2 separate regions of the Zea mays genome follow, and region 2 is linked to region 1. The links are chromatin contacts, called in public Hi-C maps. All regions are on one chromosome and are shown on one strand. The core of a region is the stretch at or near the end of the contact, and the rest is flanking DNA. Distances in the headings are between cores, read along the strand shown.

The links. Hi-C and Micro-C count contacts between places; a contact is called where the count stands out from the background.
Region 2: a contact with region 1 is called in a Hi-C map of ear, with 3 times the contacts expected there. The contact joins the promoter of LOC100192064 here to the promoter of LOC103643902 in region 1. A contact is called at or near these places in 3 of 25 Hi-C or Micro-C datasets (ear, leaf and tassel).

Annotation. Positions count from the first base shown.
Region 1 is chr1:274,773,921-274,777,118 of Zm-B73-REFERENCE-NAM-5.0, reverse strand. LOC103643902 (exportin-2) reads right to left here and starts at 1,670. Exons shown (of 3, transcript XM_008667073.4): 1 at 1-1,670. The coding sequence starts at 1,500.
Region 2 is chr1:275,075,295-275,078,492 of Zm-B73-REFERENCE-NAM-5.0, reverse strand. It overlaps LOC100192064 (putative phosphoribosylformylglycinamidine synthase chloroplastic/mitochondrial), which reads left to right and starts at 1,575. Exons shown (of 4, transcript XM_008677736.3): 1 at 1,575-1,917; 2 at 2,713-2,832; 3 at 2,908-3,198. The coding sequence starts at 2,767.

The DNA.
Region 1 (3,198 bases), core at 421-2,920:
GGCTTTGGGGATCTGATCCCTGAACTCCTTCAAGAACCTGAGCACAGTTGCCTTCAACATTGGCTCAGACTGCCAATCAGGAGCCTGGAGCTCAGGCACAATCACAGATGTAAAGAAGCTCTCCATGTCAACCACCGCTGTGCCGCCACCTGTGGCACCAGGCTTCTGCATAAGAGCAATAACAAGGTATATTGCAGCATCCTTCTCCTTCCAGTTGTTTGCCCGATTCGCGGCATATGCTGCCAACATCTGCTGGACCTGTGCTGACACGAGTGCAGCCACCTGCTCCCGGTAGTTCGCTGCAAGGCCTCGCAGCAACCGGCACGCTGCCCGTCTGAGCGTATCTGCATCGCTACCCTCAGAGTCACGCCTAACATATTCCACCCAATTGCACTCAAACAACTCCTCATCCTCATCCCGCAGGCGCAAGTTAGGCACAACAACACTATCACATATCTGCTTCATTGCTTCAGGACTCCCAAATAAGGCATGGTGCACACTCTCAGCAACTGTAGTCAAGAACCTTATCGCAGTAACAGCAAGCTGTGCACGGGATGGAGAGGTGGTCTGCGCCATGAGGAGCCCCCACACGGCCTCAACAAACTCCTTCAGGTATCCCCTAAACTCCTCCTCGTACTTCTCCATATAAAGCTGCAGGTTATCACAGACAGCAGCACGGAGCGCATCAGGGGCACCATCTGCCTCAACAGGCGGTGAGTAGGATGTGGTAACGAAAGTTCGGAACTCTGTCATCCACTGGCGCATGTTATCCTCGAAGAATTCAGGCAGGTCGATGGAGTTAAGCGAGTAGAAGATCTCGCAGCAGAGGCGGAGGCACTCAAACACGGGGCGGAGCTCGAGCGGGTTGGCCGTGGTGGCGGTGGCCTGAAGGCGGCGGGAGGCGAAGAGGAAGACCTCGAGGAGTGGGGCGGCAAAGATGTCAAGGCAGTACTTGAGGTCGAGGCGGAGGGCATTGTTGTCGAATGCGTTGCGGAAGCGGGAGAAGAGCGACACCACGGCGGTGAGGAGGGAGTTGGTGGCGGCGATGTCCCCCGCGTTGACGGCACTGCCTAGGGAGGACACAATAGACGGGAGGAGCGACTCCCACCTGGCGGGGAAATCGGAGGCCGCCGCGGCGGCGAGGGCCTCGGAGAGCTGCGCCTGGATGAGGGGCGGGGCGGTGAGGAGGAGCTGGAGAAGGTGTGCCTTGATGATGGCGCAGTCGGAGGCGGGGAGGTAGTCGGCGTCAGCGTCGGCGTCGGCGTCGGGCTTGGGCCACCGGCGGCGGAGCAGGTTCTTAAAGTGGACGGAGGCGGCGAGGCGGGCCTGGAGATCGTGGCGCGGGGAGGCGGCGAGGCCGAGGAGCGCGAGCGCGAAGCCTGGGGAAGAGGTAGCGGAAGAGATGCTCTGCTCGGCGGCGCGGCGCACGGCGGCGTCGGGTGAGAGCGACTGCCCGAACCAGCCCGCGAGGGCGTCGAGCATCTCCGGCGGCACCTCCATTTCGCGCCGCCGCGGGCCGGCGATCTGGGTGGGGGAGGGAGATCGGGGTGTGTGCGGAGTAGGGTAGGGAGGTAGGGTTTTTGAAATCCTGCTTCCGCTTTGCGCTGCGACTTGCAGAGGAAGTGGGAGCCTGGGAGGTCGGAACCGGAAGCGAGGCAGACAGGCAGAGAGAAATAGGGGCGACGTGTCGGAGGAAAGGGAAAATGAGTAAATGGTGGTTATGGGCCGTAGTGTTGGGCCAACTATTCGTCGGCCTAGACTTTATGGTTGGCAAAGTTGTACCAGGGCCGAAGGTGATTTCAGGCCGCTCCGGCCTATCTTTTTTCTCTTTTATTATGAAGCCAACTTGCCAAGAACAAATTCATCAATTGCTAAAGAAAGAACAATTCATCATGAGATCAGAAGATAGCAATGGCCTGTCAAAATTGCTTCAAAGATCCTTAAACGCCGCAGTATTTAAGACTGTCGTCGCCTCGTCGGATCAAATTCATTTTTCTGACATCAAAGCGGTATGATCGGCTGGTGCCTAAATAAAAGTGCATCAGGTTTGTAAATCGTGTTGGATAAAATTCTGAAAGAAAATAACGTGCTACGTCAGTTTTCTTATAGAATCTGGTTGGTTCAATTCCTTTGGCAATGTCAATGACGGCCGGATTACAGAGCGTATATAACAAAAGAACCTGTGGTCATCCATCAACATGGCATGGACTGTTGGATTGGATGAATGCACGCCACGCATTTGGCTGCTGCGTAAACCTTCAAGAACATCAACCACGTATCACGTCTGTAATTGCCACACTCTGTAGTTAACTATGATTATAGTGTACTTCGTCTTCAAGGAAAAGTATAATTAGACATGTTTGTTTTGTCGGTAGGGAGCGTTCCGCCTTAGAGGGAAGCAAACGCGAAAGCGGGGGTCGACGAAGCGGAAGCGAGAATGTCGGCTTGAGTAACAAAAACATTGGTGAGAATCCAATGCCCCGAAAACCTAAGGTTCCCTCCGCAAGGTTCGTCCACGGAGGGTGAGTCAGGGCCTAAGATCAGGCCGAAAGGCGTAGTCGATGGACAACAGGTCAATATTCCTGTACTACCCCTTCTCTTATTGGTACGGAGGGACGGAGGAGGCTAGGTTAGCCGAAAGATGGTTATAGGTTTAAGGACACAAGGTGACCCTGCTTTTTCAGGGCAAGAAGGGGTAGAGAAAATGCCTCGAGCCGAGGTCCGAGTACCAAGCGCTGCAGCGCTGAAGTATGAGCCCCGTGGACTAGTCATTGCTTCTCCGCGAGGCTCATACCAGGCGCTACGGCGCTGAAGTATGTAACCCATACTCTCAGGAAAAGCTCGAACGACCTTCAACAAAAGGGTACATGTACCCGAAACCTGTGTGAATTCCATTCTAATTCTAATAATTATAATTTAGACAAAATTAATTAAGTTAATATATTTATCTATGTAATATATTTGTATATTATTCTAAATCATATGAGAGAGATAGTTATACAGCATATTTATGTTATAGATAAATAAGTAGAAAAGTATGTTATAAATTGTACATTAGAAAAGTAGCATGTAAATCTATATAATCAATTTTTATCTTGTATCTCATGAATTTGAGATAGGTTTATATATACACTTTAGAAAGTTACGAAATATTACATTATAAAAAATTAGCCTACTGTATTAGTTAGATTCCAATTC
Region 2 (3,198 bases), core at 326-2,825, 300 kb before region 1:
TGCTGTCACTCTATCTTTGTGTTCTTGCGCTCGCTTCTTTGTTTGTGTGTGTGTTGTTGTTGCGATTGTGGTCTTGTGTGCGTATTCTTACTCCCCCCTTACTCTAGTTTTTTATTGTGATTATTTGTGTAAGGCATGAGAGACTCCAACTTGTGGAGATTCCTCATAACCGGGATCAAGATATAAGGAAGACATATGTGTCACTCAAGTTTGATCTTCAGATCACTTGAGAGAGGTTGAGTGCAACCCTTGACCAAAGGAGGTCTCTATGGATCCCCTCTAATTCCCTTGTCACAAAATTAGCCCTAGATGTTTATGGTTGAGCTTGCGCTCCTTTGAATTTCTTGGCCTGTTCAGTTGTTCATAACGAACTAAGCGAGAGGATGCATGTGTATATAAGCGCGCCCGTCCGACCGATGAGGGCCTCCACTCCGGTTCGAAACAACAAGTGAACAAGTCCACAACATTACAAAAGTAACAAGTAGCAACAGAAGAAGTGCAAACCCTCCACTCCTCTGGTTCGAAACAGAAAGCCTGAAAAGTGTTATGAGCAATATAATAATAATATGCTAAATGTACAACTAAGTGACTCAAATAATCATGTAGGTTATGATTTGTAGGGTTACTAATCACAAGAACACCACAACTTAATGATAAGTTGATAACGATAAGTACTTCAAACAAACCACACAATAGTCTATGGTGGCTTAAAGTTGAACATGTCAAGTTCAAATTGCAAGATCCTCCTCCAAGTCAATGTTATTCATAACTTGACAGGAACAGTGACGTGTATACTTAGTACTCCCTCCATTCATAAATATAAGATATTGTTGATTTTTTTAAAAAAACTTTGACCACTTGTCTTATTCAAAAAATAATGAGTTATCATTTATTTTGTTGTGATTTATGTTATCACTTAAGGTAATTTATGCTTGATTTAAATTTTACATTTTTGAATAAATATTCTGTATAAAACGAACAGTCAAAGTTTTCGAAAAAGTCAATAGTATCATATATTTGTGAACGGAGGCAGTACATAACAACAAGGATCTGGAAACAGGAGGTGTGAGGCGGCAAGCAGGGTGCCATTTTTCGGGGATTTGTGGTGATGTACGCGTGAAGCTATCTCGGCGGGTTTATAGCTAGTACGGTCCAGAGCAATGTTCGAATGTCTCCTCGCCTGCACCTGTACCTCAGAAAAGACGCAACGTATGCGTCGCGAGAATTTTTATGGAACCAACACCATGAAAAACACCACGAGAGTTTTTATGGAACCAACACCTACCTCAGAAAAGACGCAACATACGCGTTGTACAGTACCTCCGAATGTCTCCTCGCCCGCAGCTATGTTGTCTCGGCGCTATGGCGTCGAGCAAAGGGTCCAAAATATGAAATAAATCGTTCTGAAGTCTAAACGTGATTTTTTTTGAAAAGAACTAAAAAAATCGGACTGCAAGTCTGCAACCGTAGCCCAGGTCAAAGCAGTGAATGCGGGCTGCGGCAATGACCGGGCCCGCTCTCCCCACGCTTCAGCTAATTAGCCTAACAATATTGCGCTGGGCCGCCCGACAGGCGGTGGCCACGCTGGTTAGGACCGGCCCAATAATCTCAATAACATTGCGTTGTGGTGCGCGAGTGCGGCAGGCATCTTGCCTTCCCTTTTTCTCATTCCCTTTTCTCTCGCGCTCGCAACGGCGGCGGGCGGCGGCTGCTTCTCCGTCTCCTACTTCCCCGCAAACTTGTCTCGTATTCCTAGCGCAGCCGGGGAACACTCCCGGCCTCCGCCCGAGCGGAGCGGAGCGTTTCGTCCGCGCCGCTGACTCCGAGGAGTTCGTTTCGCCGCGCTGTCTCCCTGAATCCTAATCGTCCTTTTCGCGTTTGGCTCGACTGACGCGTTGATTCCTGCTTCTTTCGTTGGTAAGGAACCCTATCTCCATATATTTTGTGGGTCGACTATTTGTGAGGGTATATTTTCTGTCTATAGCAGTCGAATCTAAATCCCATACGTCCTTCTCCGATCCTTCCAGTTCGTTTCATTGTTTCTGAATTTTTGGTGCAACTTGGTGAATACTGAATATCTACTAGCTTACTAGTACTATCTTCTTTGAGGTTCGGATACTGATCAAAGCAAAGCAGATTAGAGTAATAATAGTATCGAGGACAGGTCAGTGTTCACTGGTTCCGAGTTCTGACGGCCTGACAGTTGACGCCGAGATATTTTGAACCATGTGTCGCTGTCGTGACTCGTGAGACAACACTAGGTCACTACTGTATGCTATGCTACTAATAATATAGGATACCAATAATATATGCAGTATATCTGGGAACAAATATGTTTGACAGCCTGCATGTGTATAGGGTGTACGTGCTTTGATGTTAATACCTTCAGGTTAAGAGTGTCCTAGTCTTTGAAGTTTGAACTTCGAGCATGCAGAATTTTTTTTTTATCATGTCTCTACATTTTTCACTTGAGGAACCGTTTTACATTAGTTTATTAGTAGCACTACCTTCTTGACATTTGAAGTAATGGCACCGTAATCTTTGGGGTCACAAATAGGCTGAGGAACTTGTTTGAAAGAAATGATCTCCTTTCGTGATTGTTTATCTTCTTTGCTTTGGCATGCTCAATTTATCTGTACACTTATATCTTTGCATCACTTCTATAATTTCATGCTTGATTCAAAATAACCCTGATTTCCAATTGATGTGCAGGTCTCCCATTCTTTTTTTACAAGAACTAAAAAAATAAAAATTCTTTGGGTTGGGATGGCATCACCTGGCCAAATGACAGCAAGCAATCTGTTACGGACTGAAGGCTTTCCTGGAAATATGGTATACAATCTATGAAGTAACATAATTTATTTTTGGTTGGCACTAGCTTGTTCTTATGTTTGTTCTCTACAACAGGTAAAAATATGTGGTTTAAATCCTGCGAGAAGTCTTGGATCAAGAAGATTGCGGATGACTCAACACTCCTTCCATCAACAGCATCTTTGTTGCCCACGTCTGCAAAGAGTAATGACTCATAATATCCGATTGTTGTCATCTCCTGGGGCCGTGGCATCCAAGGGGTTTGACAGCCCATTAGTTGAGAAACCTGATACTGCATCGGATGTTAAAATTATTCACTTGTACCGTATACCATTTCTTCAAGAAAGTGAAACCATGGAGCTGCTCAGGAAAGTGAAGGCGAAGGTT